Linked DNA regions of Zea mays: region 1 is linked to region 2. The links are chromatin contacts, called in public Hi-C maps. All regions are on one chromosome and are shown on one strand. The core of a region is the stretch at or near the end of the contact, and the rest is flanking DNA. Distances in the headings are between cores, read along the strand shown. Region 1 holds the start of LOC103626028 (cation/calcium exchanger 1). Region 2 holds the start of LOC100384360.

Evidence for each region. A called contact is a pair of places that touch in the nucleus more often than the background predicts.
Region 1: a Hi-C map of ear shows a contact between it and region 2, with 3 times the contacts expected there. The contact joins the promoter of LOC103626028 here to the promoter of LOC100384360 in region 2. A contact is called at or near these places in 6 of 25 Hi-C or Micro-C datasets (ear, leaf, leaf mesophyll and 1 more).

Annotation. Positions count from the first base shown.
Region 1 is chr5:16,148,545-16,156,064 of Zm-B73-REFERENCE-NAM-5.0, reverse strand. It overlaps LOC103626028 (cation/calcium exchanger 1), which reads left to right and starts at 4,124. Exons shown (of 1, transcript XM_008646411.4): 1 at 4,124-7,520. The coding sequence starts at 6,209.
Region 2 is chr5:15,893,455-15,900,427 of Zm-B73-REFERENCE-NAM-5.0, reverse strand. It overlaps LOC100384360, which reads left to right and starts at 1,542. Exons shown (of 2, transcript NM_001176907.1): 1 at 1,542-1,920; 2 at 3,631-4,338. The coding sequence starts at 1,699. The coding sequence ends at 4,008. It overlaps LOC100276765, which reads right to left. Exons shown (of 10, transcript NM_001312896.1): 3 at 6,104-6,157; 4 at 5,912-5,978; 5 at 5,742-5,816; 6 at 5,390-5,653; 7 at 5,266-5,311; 8 at 5,098-5,176; 9 at 4,884-4,993; 10 at 4,455-4,787. The coding sequence ends at 4,901.

The DNA.
Region 1 (7,520 bases), core at 2,875-5,374, 250 kb before region 2:
CTACAGCCCAAGAGACGTCCAACATTTTCGTTGTGGACCACCTCTCCGTCGGTCCTGTACGTATGGTACGATCATGACTTCGCAGCAATACACGTATCTGTACTTATTGGATTTTAACACGTTTTAAAGATGCGGCTGTATGTTTTAGGGATAGTTGCATGTGTTCGAAAATTCTATGTATACTTGTAGGTAGGTGTGTTTTAGAAGTCGCCCTCTTCCCCGCCTCTGTGTCTGTCTTCTTCACGTGCACAGAGGTTTAGGCCATCGCAACGTCACGGATCGCTGCGCTCCTGGCGCGACGGATACGGGAGACGAGACGACGGAGATCGACGCGACGGCCACGTCGTGTCAACTGGTACGCGGTGTTGCCTGATCAGCGCGTCGTTTCAGCGGAGGTCCCCGATCGAACGACCTGATGTCCTTTCTCACCGACCTTGACAGTCGCGTCGGCCGTCCTCCTGCTGTCAGTCCACTCCTATGGCGCGCGCGGTTCGGCGTCCATCCCGGTTTGGGCCCGGCACCTGGTGGGTTGGGTGGCGCCCAAGATGAGGTCTGGCTTGCGGCTTCACAGTTCGCGCAGGTCGGGCATTCGGTTTCACAGATATGCTGGCCGTTGGGGTCGTTACAAGAATCAGATTTTTTTTGCCGGGTTTGGCTTCTTGCGAACAATTCTGTGCAAGTCCCCACTTTTAACCGCAGCCTTTGTTCCGTATCGGAGACGCTTTCCTTGAGTAGGAGGTCTCTGCGACGAGATCAAGCCTTTACTACTAGAGAGCCTACTACGCCCTAAGTAGGACGATTTGGTTTTTGATTTGCAACGTTTCTCTACGAATCATTGCGGGTGGGCGGTCCGCATGGCCACGAGCCCTTCCCAGTTCAACCCACGGCGTCAGCAGTCACCGTTTCGTGGCAGTATTGCATTTTTAGAGACGAAACTGAACTGGACTGGCCGTCCTTTTTTTTTTTTTTTTTTTTTTGCTGTGCGCTGGTGTCACACGCACTCCACTACGTGTAAGCGTCTCCGCGAGTGCCCGGGATGGCCACGTCATGTCCGTGCACGCCACGGCGACGCTGACACCATGCCTGTCCTGCTGTCTCGGTCACGCGCCGCGCCCGCGAGCCGACGACGACGACGCAGGCGGCGGATGGCAGCGCCGCCGTCTCTTCCGCCCGCTTCTCCCCCACCCCTCCCTCGTATCTTTGTTTATTCGCGCAATCGCGCCGTTTGTTGTTACCCAGGTTACCGGTCGCACTGATCATGATTATGCCTAGTCGGTTCGGCCGGTGTCGACGGGACACCGGAGAGCGACGCGATGAATTCCAGCGCTTGTGTAGTCGTGATACCGGCAGAGATGGATAACGAGCCAGCTCGACTCGACTTGTTACGGCTCTTTACGGTAATAAGTCATTGCTCATTAGAAAGTTCGAGCCAACTCGTTAGAATCACAAGCTACACAATTAAATACAAAAATATATACATAAATATAACCTTAAAAAATTATAATATTATTATTATATCATCATCTTAGCTTCTAACTTTTAATATTAAATTAAATAAGCAAATATATATTAACTTACATATTTACAAACCCGTATTATAATAAGATACCAGCAATCATCATTATAAAGCAATTCATCATCCATTCCACAAACATGTAATATTTCATCGCACAACACTAACATCATATGCTGCTAGAAATAAAGTTAACAAAACCATAACCAATAATCAAATATTAAATATACAATGTAGGTATGTAGCCATGCAATAATGCAAATATTTAAGCGCATGACACGTCCACACATGTCCATATCACAGATCATAACTACGAGAAAACAAGACTATAAGAGATAAGACGACACCAACGACTAGACAAACTTGTGTTGTGGTTTGTCTCGTTTTGGCTCGTGAGCTAGCTTACGAGCTAACCCGAGTTGACTCATTAGAGAACCGAGTTAGAATGCTAGCTTTACTCACTAAAAAATTAAAACGAGCCGAGTCGAGTACGTTATCGAGCCACGAGTATTTCATCCGGCCTTATCTACGGGGATACAAGGTTTTTGCTGACCGGCGCGGCGAGTCATTCTGGCCGCGGTGGGTGCCTCAGCAAAGCAGATACTTGACCTTTTTTTTTGAAAATACAGACGTTTTTTAAATAGTATAATACAGACGTTCAAGGCACGCATACACACATTGTGAATATCGAGAGCGACGTGATGGATTTTGGCGCATGTGTGTAGCTATGTTACGGGGATACGAGGTTTGGCTGATCGATGAGTGATTCCGACATTGTGGACACACGAGCAAAGCATCAACACTCACGCTAGTTTTTTTTTTGTAATGAGGAAAACTATATAGTATGATACCGATATTCACACCATGCACGTATATCCATCCTGTGGATATAAGCATGGAAACACACTCCGATAAAAAAAATTTAGAAAAAACGTGAGCACCTATGGCAAGTCGAAAACTGAAAGTCGAACAAAGTACGTACGGGCAACCTAAAGAGAAACCGTCACTTCTCCTACACGCAAAATTGGCAAGACGACGCTGACCCAGTGTCGGCAAAGTACGTACGGGCGTAGAACATTCCTAAGGTCTGCTCATTTATCCGAACAAATTTTTCAGTGCAAATTCTACTGCACTCTGCCACCGTCCGGTCCCGGTCGGTGTCGCACTCCGCGTGCCGCGGAGAGCAACGAACGTTTTGTTTTGCCGGCTCAAGACAAACACCACAGTCCACCTGACACCAGTGCATCACAACCACTCGCAACTTCACACACGGCGGCCGATTCGCGCAGGAAATTGTTGTGGCCCCATGTCGGGCAAAGTTGTCATGATGCCCCATTGCACAGCGACACGAGGCCTGACCACACAGCTCACGGCCCACACGGCAACCTAAGGGCATGTACAGTGGAGAGACACCAAAACGGTTCTCCAAGCACATGAGACAACTAAAAGACTCTATTGTACAATGAAGTGTCTATAAACGTAGTCTATTAATAAATACAGAATTAAATGTATTTGTATAGCATCAGATCGATAGAACAGACGACAAATTCGTACAGTGGGAAGTGAGGCGTCTGTTGCTACTTTTTTTTGATAATGGAAACAAAAAATGTTCCAGCCTTTTGTAGTTTCCTACATACGGCATTACAGATTGAAAATTAATAAAACATGCATCATTAAAAAATAACATCCTTGACAAGAACTTGTTCTCGAATCAAGCGTCCTTTAATCTGGCATGAGAACTCCAACCATGTTTTGCAAGGATCTCCATTGCCACCATCTCTAAGGATTGACATACCACAAGAATCTCTTGGTGAGCTTCTTGTTTCTGCAATAATCTCCAGAGTCTGAGCCAATACATCCCCCTGAAAAGAACCTGCAAAATTGATGGTATTGGTTTAAAATTAAAGGCCACATCATTGCGGCACAACCAAATAGACCAAAACATTGCTGCCACTCCAATTAAAAGTTTTTTCCGATGAGCTATTCCCTTGTTAGTAGCCCAATTCTCAATTATATGATTAATATTGATGGGTCTCTCTATGTTGAAAGCAAAGTAAATAATTCTCCAAATGTTCCTGATAAGGTAACAATCAAAAAAAATATGTTGAATAGTCTCATTCTGATTACAAAAGCAGCATTTCATACTTCCTGTCCACCCACGTTTAGCTAAATTTTCTTTAGTGAGAATAACTCCTCTCCCTAAGTACCACAAGAAAATTTTAATTTTGAGAGAGATTTTTAGTTTCCAAAGCAACATATTATGGGTTAAAGTGGGAGTATTCATTAGAAGGCGGTACATTGACTGGACTGAGAAAACTCCATTTCGGTGAGGTCCCCATAAGAATTTGTCCTTCGAATGACCCAAAGGAATAGATGCGAGTAAAGTTGATAAATTATGCCACTCGACCCGCTTCACCCCTACAATAGCTCTGCGAAAAGAAAGGTTGGGTAAATTTCCATTCATAACATCTTTGACTAAAGCCTTTCTTTTCCGCACGATATTAAAAAGGTTTGGATAAATGACCTTAAGCGGTCTATCCAGAATCCATCTATCATCCCAGAACCTAGTTGCGTGACCGTCACCTACTCGAAACCTCCCCCACCTCAAGAATTCTTCCTTAATATTCATGAGACCAGCCCAAAAATGAGAGTCTCCTGATTTTCTCACGGCTTGAGTAAGTGATTTGGATCCTAAATATTTATTTTTAGAAGTTGTTGCCATGTACCGTCTTGATTCAATAACTTAAAGAGCCACTTGCTGAGTAAACAAATGTTCTTAGTGGCTAGATTAGCTACCCCCAAGCCACCAACCTCCTTAGGTTGACAAATAATATTCCATTTTGCAAGTCTGTATTTCTTTTTAAATTGGCCATTTTGCCAATAGAACCGAGAGCGGATGGCATCTAGTTTTTTTTAACACCCCGATAGGCACCTCAAAAAAGGACATCATGAAAATAGGGAGGCTGCTTAAGACTGAATTAATGAGCACTAGACGACCTTCGGAAGAAAGTAATTTACCTTTCCACATAGCTAATCGTTTTTCGAATCTATCAATAACACTGCCACTCACTATTTCGTAACCTGCGATGGGTCATAGGGATTCCAAGGTATTTGAGAGGAAAAGAACCGATCCCACAACCAAAAAGACAAGAATAATCCATTTCATGATCCTTAGCTAACCCATATCAAAAAAGCTCACTTTTGTGAAAGTTGATTTTCAAACCTGACATCTGCTCAAAAGCGGTCAGGAGAAGTTTCACATTTCGTGCTTGATCCAAGTTATGATCCAGAAAAACAACGGTATCATCCGCATACTGGAGGATAGAAAGGCCACCATCCACTAGATGAGGAACCACACCCGTGAATTGGTTATTTACCTTTGCTCTTAAAAATAGAATTGGCAACATGTCCGCAACTATATTAAAGAGAATCGGAGAGAGAGGATCACCTTGATGGAGACCCTTATGAGTAGAAAAGAAAGGGCCAATTTCATCATTAACTTTAACCCCCGCATGTCCTCCAGAGACAATTGACTGAACCCAATCACACCATTTCTGCGAGAAACCTTTCATTCACATAGCTTGTTGGAGGAAGGGCCATTTTACCTTATCATAAGCTTTTTCAAAATCCAACTTTAGAATCACTCCATTCATTTTTTTCTTATGAAGTTCATGAATAGTCTCGTGGAGCACAATTACGCCTTCAAGAATATTACGACCAGACATAAAAGCAGTTTGCGAGGGATTAATAATCTTGTCTGCAACCACTCCAATTCTGTTCGTCAGGACTTTAGTAATTATCTTAAAACTAACATTAAGTAAGCAAATGGGTCGATAATCTTGTTTTTTTAAGGCATTACATTTCTTAGGTAAAAGAGTAATGATTCCAAAATTAAGACTATAGACAGGGAGAGTGCCATTGTGAAATTCCATGAACAAGGCTAGTAAATCATCTTTTATTAATTAAAACTCAGCCGGAAAACCATCTGGTCCAGGAGCTTTATTATGTTCCATGTGAAAAATAGCCTCACGGATACGAGCCAGAGGCGTCTCTTCACGAAGAGACGGCTCTAAGATTTTTTTTGCAAATAACCCCTTAAACACTTTAAGAGACTTTACATTAAACACCACTGTACATGCCCTAAGAGAAACCGTCGCGTCACTTCGCCTACACGCACGCACAGCCGCCGTTCCCGCCCAAAACGCGCGCGGCTGTCTATGGCTACGAATACGATACGAGCCTATCCGCGGTTCCACCACCACACGAGCCGGCCACCCGCTGCCGCTTCTTCCAGCTTCCAATTCACCGACCGATCCACCACGCGGACGATTTCCCCGTCTATCCTCCACGCGGAGTCGCGGACGCACCACCTCACCGTCGTCTCGCTCTCGCACTCCTTTGGCTTCCTATATCTCTGTTCCTCGTCATTACTTAACGCGGACGGAAGCAAGCACCCCAGGCCAGTGGCCTCTTTTCCGGTCCTTGTCCTTGTGACCTTGTCCTGCTCCTGCCTGATCTTCCAGCTCCAGACGAGCAGACCCATCCACGAGTCCTCGGCTCCTCGCCCACCCGCACATCTCGTCAAGACCGCCTCGCCTCGCCCCGCACCGAGATCCCCAACTCCCGCGCGCCCCGCACGGTATGCCGGCCGACCAAATCTCCGGCTAAACCCCACCCCGCCTTGCCGCTCATTTTATGGCGCTCACGCGCGGGCGAGCGCGCACTGCCCCCGCCGTCCCCAGCGCCTGCTTCCTACTACTCCTCCTCCTCCTCCTCACATCCTCCTCACTCCTCGCCGCCCCCACCAGCGGCAGGGCAGAGTCCGGGGGCGGGTCAGTTCTCGGTGACGCCTCGTCCTCCTCCGGAAAGGCACGGGGGGACAGCTGCGAGGAGCTGCAGTCCATCAGCGGCGGGGAGGCCCGGTGCGCGTACCTCCGCGCGCAGAACTCGCCCTGCTCCCCGGCGGGGTACGTGGACTACCTGCGCCTCTTCTACTGCGCCTTCGCCGGCGCGCCGGCGGCGGCCGCGTGCGCCGCGCTCGCGCTGTGGCTCGCGGTGCTCTTCTACCTCCTGGGCGACACCGCGTCCGAGTACTTCTGCGCGTCGCTGGAGGGCCTGTCGGCGGCGCTGCGCCTGCCCCCCGCCGTCGCGGGCGTCACGCTGCTCTCGCTGGGGAACGGCGCGCCCGACGTGTTCGCCAGCGTCGTGTCCTTCGCGTCGGGCGACGACGGCGGCGGCGGGGTCGGGCTCGGCAGCGCGCTCGGCGGGGCGCTGTTCGTCTCCACCGTCGTCGCGGGCGCCGTCGCGCTCGCCGTGGGCGCGCGGGGCGGGGCCGTCGTCGAGTGGCGCGGCTTCGTGCGCGACCTCTGCTTCCTCCTCCTCGCGCTCTGCTACCTGCTGGCGGTGCTCGTCCACGGGGAGGTCACCGTCTGGGTGGCCGCGTCGTTCGTCTCGCTCTACGTCGGCTACGTCGTCCTCGTCTGGACCTCCCACTGCTGCACCGAGAAGGGCAAGCCGGCCGCCGACAGCCTCTCGGCGCCGCTCCTCCTCGACGACGACGACGACGTGGGCGACGTCGTCCCGTCGCTGCCGTCCCACACCAAGACGGAGGCGTCCAGCACGGCCACGTCGAGGGTCATTGCGACGCTGCATTGCCTCGCGGCCGCGCTGTGCATGCCGCTGTACCTGCCGCGCCGCCTGACCATCCCGGACATCGCGGGGCACCGCTGGTCCCGGCCCTACGCCGTGGCCTCCGCGGCGCTGGCGCCGGTCCTCATCGCCGTGACCTGGAGCTCGCAGCGCCACAACCCGACGTCGTGGCACGGCCTCGCGGTCCTCGTAGGAGGCGCGCTCCTGGGCCTCCTGCTCGCGGCGCTCGCGGCGGCCACCACGGACGCGAGCTCGCCCCCGCGCGGGCGGAGGCGGCGCGTGCCGTGGCTCGCCGCGGGGTTCGTGATGAGCGTGCTGTGGGCGTACACCCTGGCGCGCGAGCTGGTGGCGCTGCTGG
Region 2 (6,973 bases), core at 293-2,792:
CCAGTGATCGATGCTGGCACGCGTAGCGTAGGCGCTGATTACCGCGCGGGGCCAATGATTCTCGAGTGAAAAGCGGCTGGGAGTGGGAGGTTGAAAAGCGGCGAAAGAGACGGCGGGCCGTACGGATGTCCGGCCGGCCTGTCCTCAGGGCTGAGGGCCGACCGCCGGACCGGCCGGGGCGAGAGGAGGAGGAGGAACACCAATCATCGCGCTCGCTCATGGCAGTGCCACACATGGGCTCCGCCGTGGCTTTCTTCAGCGGCAAGCAACGCCGGTGCGGTGCCTGAGAGTGAGAAGAATGGCCAAGCAGCAGCAGCAGCAGGGCAGGGGACGGTGCACTGCACGGCCACAATGATCCATCGAGTGGCCATGACGGCGGTCGCGTTGCCGCACTGCTGCGCGCCGGCGGTACAGACAAAAAGGGGGGGCCTCGGTTTTCTAGAGAAGGCACGCAGGGGCCAGGCCCAGGCCCTGCCGCTGGAGCGCTGCGGGGGGTGCCGGTGCCCCGTCTTGTCCGCCCCCGTCCATTCACCGCCGGACCAACCGAGCAAAAGATGTCCCGGCCCCCGGCTCCGCCTCCGCCTCCTACACTTGTACCGCTGCTAGCTACCTGCCGGCCGACGGACGACGACGACGGCCGCGTGGATGCCCATCCATCCTCAAATAACGCAAGGATCGACATAGATCTCCCTTTAAGATATGTTATTATCATAAAATCAGCCGACAAGCTAACCTATCCGCATGCACCATCGATCGGTTCAATCAGCTTGTTCGATCGGCACTGCAGGCGCGCAACTTGCTCACTCACATCACATGCACGCTACTACACCTGTACCGCTGCTACCTGCCGCGCGCGGTCACTAAACCTGATTGATCCGGCTTTCTTGAGCCATCCCCCGAGGATTTTTCACCTGCTCTGCTCGTTCCTCCCGGCCGGTCACTCACACTCGCATGTGATAAGAGAAGTGTATGCAGAAGGACTCAGCAAGCTGGGAGAGAGTGATACCGGTATGCATGCCATGCCATGCCATGTGTGTGGATCATGCGCGAATGATTCGGCCGGCCGGCCGGCCGGCAAGCAGTGCTTCTACTCCTCCTCGTACGTACGGTGCGGTGCCGGGTCGGGTCGGGTCGGGCCGCAATTAGCATGCGTGCCGTGGCTTTACGTCTCTCTCTCTCTTCCATGCGTCCCGCAGCATAATTGTGCATGGTGAACGGAGAGCGCCGGAGATCCATCGGTCAAAGGGAGAGGACGAAAGGGATCTCATCTCCGTCTGCCTGCCTGCCCTTCAACTGCTCACCGCCCTTCTCCTTCACACGCACACGCTCGCGTTCTCTCTCTCTCTCTTCTCTGGCGAAGCCGACAGACGGCTCAACTGCCTCTCTGTCCATCCGTTCCACTGTTCCAGCATCTCTGATCAGTCTCTCGCGGTCTCTCCTGAGCAGAGCAGGAGCAGTGGCGAGCTCTGCTTTCCCAGCTTTTATCTCTGCCCAGCCCAGCGCCTGCCTACTGCCTCCACTAGAAAGGGCTCCCAGTCCCAGTTCCAACACTCGACCTGCCCCGTCCGCCACCCCTGTGCGTGCCTACCACAATCCACACACCCCAGCCGCCCAACTGGGCTGGGCAGCAGCCATATACTCCACTCCACCGGCCGGTGCGCGCGTCTCAGGCCTCTCCAGTTCCCCACTCTCGCTCTGATGAGGGACGCGGTGGTGGTGATGGCGGTGCCCGGAGGCGGAGGCGGGGGCGGAGGATCGGCCTCGTCGGCGGCGGCGGCGCCGTGCGCGGCCTGCAAGCTGCTGCGGCGCCGGTGCGCGGCGGGCTGCGTCTTCGCGCCCTACTTCCCGCCCGGGGAGCCGCACAAGTTCGCCAACGTGCACAAGGTCTTCGGGGCCAGCAATGTCAGCAAGCTGCTCCAGGTATACAGCAGCCTGCACCACCGTCACCAACTCACCGTTGTTTGCTTTGCCGCGGAGGTCACTAGACTACAGCATGTAGCCACGCTGCGCACGACCGCTTTGCCTGCGGCTACGAACAGCGAACCATCTGCTACAGCGCACGCTCTGCGCCTGCCGCACCGAAGCGAAGAGTGAACAGGGGGTGGTGTCCATGCATGTCATGTCCCCATCTGCTGGGCTCCTATTTGCCCCAACTCGTTGCCGTCGTTCCTCGACTCCTCGTTCGTTCGTTTGCATGCTTCTTCTATTATAGAAGAACGAGGTCCCCAGCAGCGGAGCGCGGCAGCTCAGCTCAGCTCACCTATGCCCATACGGTCACTCAGACGCAAAGACTGTCTGCGTCTCAGGTATACTGCTTTGCCAAAAGTAACAAGCTTTACGCATAGCTTATTATTAAAAGCAAAGCAGCGAAGCGTCCTCCGATCCTACTGGACAGGCCAACACACTTTTTAGGGATCATTCTGCTCTGCCTACCTCGCTTCTTTTGTGTACCGGCCTACCGGGACCTACATCTACGTACACTCGAGTCTCGAGCGAGTCTTGGTCCGTTTTCCTCCAGCTTTGTTTGCTCCTGACTGAGCTTCCGCTGCAGTCAGTAACCCATAGTAGTTGAGCTTAACAGCTCTTTCCTTGGGGGGGTTACTGTAATAAATCCGGCTCTTGGGGGAACCATGGACTCGACAAGGCATGGGCAGACAGCGTCTCGCTTTCACTGCACTCAGGGAGGGGGCCAATCCAATCCAATCATGAGCAGAGCAGAGGAGAGCAGTGCAGCAACAAAACAAACCAAACCAACCCCAAGCGAAGAGATCGCCCACGCCCGGAGAGGAGAGGGCGAGCCGTCAGCCGACCAATCAGCACATGACCAGGCCCGCTAGGCTAGACCTATAGTTAGTATGAGTGTTTGAATGCATTAGAGTTAATAGTTACTTCGTAGCTGCCTAAAAATCGCTATTAGAATTAGCTAATTAATAAATAGCTAGCTAACTAGTATTATGTCCGTTCTTTCTTATTTACCGCGATTTAGTAAAAAAATGAACTAGCGGACGAGACGAAGATAGTATTAGCTAATTTGCTAACAGTATTAGCTAGACGGTTTAAATGTATTCGGTTAATTTTAGCAACTAATTATAAGCTATAGTATATATTCAAACAATCCTAATCAATCTTGTACGTACACATTTATTAGAGCCAAACAGGGGCCTGTCCCTGCTCTTGACCGTATCTTCGCGTTCAAAGATCTCGGTCCCCATGTGTCGAGCCGTCGGCAGCAGTGTGTGTGCTGCCTCCGGTCTACCCACGGCCGTCGCCGTCTCAAGGCATGGATCGCACATGGTGTCCGAAAAAGAAGCTTTCGGCTGCACCAAACACGCAGACATGTCGTCGATCTTTTCTGTCATCTTTTTATTTTTTTTTTCTTGCTCCAATAATCATCTACTGCTGCAGCCTGCAGCTGGTTGGTCCGTCCGAATCCGATAGCACTACTTTCCTAGCTAGCTAGGCGATCGATCGGTGTTTCTTTGCTACCGGAGTACATACATCGATCTCTACGTATCGATGTGCACGATCCAAGTGAAGAGTCAGTCCACCCTGAATGCTGAACGCACCGTCGTTGAGTTTACCTCAATACTCATGCTCTCTCTCTCTCTCTGGTGGGAATCGGGAGTGCAGGAGATCCCGGCGCAGCACCGAGGGGACGCGGTGAGCAGCCTGGTGTACGAGGCCAACGCGCGCGTCAGGGACCCGGTGTACGGCTGCGTGGGCGCCATCTCGTCGCTGCAGGAGCAGGTGGAGGCGCTGCAGGCGCAGCTGGCGCTGGCGCAGGCCGAGATGGTCAGGCTCAGGATGACCAACGACTACATCGTGCACCGCCTCAAGGCGGCCAGCAGGGCCGGCGGCGGGGGCAGCAGCTACGCCGGCTCGCCCTCGTCCATGTCCTCGCCCAAGACGGCGGAGCCGGAGGCGCACTGCAAGGCCACGCCGGAGCTGCTGGACATGGTCGTGGACCAGCCCGGCATGGACGACGCCCACTTCTGGTCGTCCTACTAGCCTAGGGCCGGGATGGAGGCCGCTGACAACCGAGCGCTTCTCTTCTGATCTATTAGTCGTGTGGTCGATCAGGTGCTGTTTTTTGAGTCACAGATGGTGTCATCAGGTATATGGTGTGCGCGCGCTGTAACAGCGTCACACTAGGAGGAATGGAAGGCGAGCGTACGTAGAAGGCCTTCTTCTCCTATACCTTCTACCAGTATGTCCAGGGCTTGATTTTTTTGGCTGTCCTTCCATGAGAAGGTGGAACATGGTTACAGGTATTGGTGTGCATCTACTGCCTAGTTAAAACAGGTGAACTCTGCTGTGGAAATGCAGATCGATCTTACCAATGTTTGTCCGAGTGTTTTCCTCTTTTCATTGCCCGTGTTCTCAGAATCATGTGCCAACTTTTGTTAGCTGCGAAATCAACTTTTCACAGAGAAACCTCAGTACAAACAGAGCAAAACGAAAAAGTTAGTTCGAGGTTAACAGAACAAGATGCAGCTACCGATTGCAATTGATGATTGAGTTGGGGACGAGATGGAATTTTACTCCCAAGATTCTGTTTCATGGTTTTACGAAGAATGTAGGCACCATGACAGGATGCATCCTATAGTTTAGCACTCGACAGGTGCAACACTTACAGGAGCAACTCTGGTTTGCGCACTCAGTTGTTCAGAGAGGTCCGCTCGACGCTCGTTAAACCTAGTGTGGATTATGGGGGGCAAAACTTCCAACTAGATCTTCAAATCCACAACTTAGATGGCAATAAGTTGCCAATGCGGCAACTTCATTACCTGCAAACCCAACAACAAACTGTGTATCCTATTAGTATTAGCTGTGCGGCAAATCTAAAGCATGAGGGAACTCTGCCATTGGATAGAGGGACTTACAAAGAGACATACGGAGCCTACGGCATGCTACGATTTAGCAAGCCTCGGAAAGACAGATATAGATCTTTGTTTTCTGGACCAAAGATCTCCTCAGCTTTCTTGAGAGTTTCCTGGTTTAAAATGTAAACATGTGCAGTTATGTAGTTGTGTGTTATGACTCAGACAGCTCCTCAGTTAAAAAGAATTAGCAGATGGATGGACCGAAATGACCAACCTCACGGGACTGCTTATGGGCATTGAGTTCTTTGATGTTGGCTAAGAATGCTCCAAATTGTTCATAGGATAGACGACTCCTACAGATGGTAATGAAGCTTTGCTAATTTACAATACCATCCATCTCGTTCGTCAACTGTTCAGAAAAGAGGTAAAGATATCAACAGACCTGGCTTGGCGAAAAAATTCCTTTCCATCAACACGAGGAGTCCGACCTGAAAACCCCAGCATCAGCCGTATTTATTCTATCCATGCAACATTCTAGTTTCAAACAACCACACGTCTTTACAAACCTGGGTTTGAACCTCCTCGTGGAGGTGAGCTAGCTGCCGAGGACTGCTTGCTTGATGGATACCATGGTGTCATTGACATGTGAGCTTCAATTCGAGATTTTGTTGGCGAGGTAGCACCAGACATCAGCTTCGGTGTTGCTGTGGTAGATATTTGCCTTGGAGAAGCAGAAGTGGACATTATTTTAGGAGTGGCCTTGGGGGTAAGCCAAGGAGTGATGTGCGATGAGAGGGCATATTTTTGGATCGGAGGCCTTGAGGCGGTACCTAATAGATTTTCAACAGTGCAAATGGTTGAAACTTGTGTTGCCATCCTGATGGGTATTAAGAAGAATAAATGATAAGCTAACAATACCGTCTCGGTTCGTACTTCCAGCATCCAAAGATTCACTAAATATATTTGTTGTAGGGTGGCTGCCAGATCCACCATCTTCAGCATTCAAAACAAAATAGTAGTTATGGATCAATGTTGGATACTTTTGGTGGGTAGTAAATAGAAATGAGAGAATTTCATGTACATCTAACCTCCACTAAACGATGCTTTTGTTGCTACTGGCTGGTCACATGTTGTAATGTCAACTGTTTCCTGTGGCTGCTTGAGACTCATAAGCAAAAAGTAGGGGTGAACAGTCGTAAAATAAATGAACATACTGATGATCTGGGTAAATAAATTAGCAAACACACACAAATAGCATGTTGGGTAATAGATGAACATACTGATGAACTATCATCACGCAACGACTGCATCAGATGCCTCTTGAATGACTCCAGCTGAGAATATAGAAAACATATCAGTATGTTGTCAAATAAAATGGTTAGGGAAAGAGATGGTGGAGTTTCTTTTCAAGGACAGCAAGAGTCTTGATGTAAATTTTAGATACAAAGGGGAAAAAACAAAGACCAACAACAACAGATGACCCCAAGCTGCGCACAGCTCCACAAAAGAAATAAGGAAGAAAAGATAGAAAAGTGTGCCTGATAATCTGAAATGCCATTTGGCTTGCTCCTTAGAGAGCATAAGAATACAAGTTTATTTTTGTCCTTCAAATAGGTATGTAAGAGCTAAAATTGTTTCGTTGTTATTGTGTGCTTAATCGCAGTTAAGGTTAGCAGTGAATGGAGTCAATCGGCTATATAAGGGAATTAATCAAGAGGATGGTCTAACAAGATATATTTACGCACATTCATGTAGGAAAGAGAGATAAAACAAATCCAAAGCAAGGAAACTAATCAGTTGTGAGAGTCATATTTAGAAACTGTGCATTCGACCAACGACCAATGTTTTCTAGTCATCCAATTAATCACGATTAGTCACATTTAATCGTCCAAGTCTGTTTGGACCAATCGCGATTAATCACTAAGTCATCCGACTAATCATGATTAATCGTCCAAGTCGGTCAGCCAGAACGACCTGCAAATCGTCCGACTTGAAAACATGCCCATGGCGTGATGTGTCTTCGAGTTGGGGCCCATATAAGCCAATGATGGTGGGCGTGGAATGGTTGAATGACTTCATCGGCACGAACTCGGTTACTTTCCATTTTTTACTTGTCATTTACAGTGATTACAGATCAATGAAAACATCCT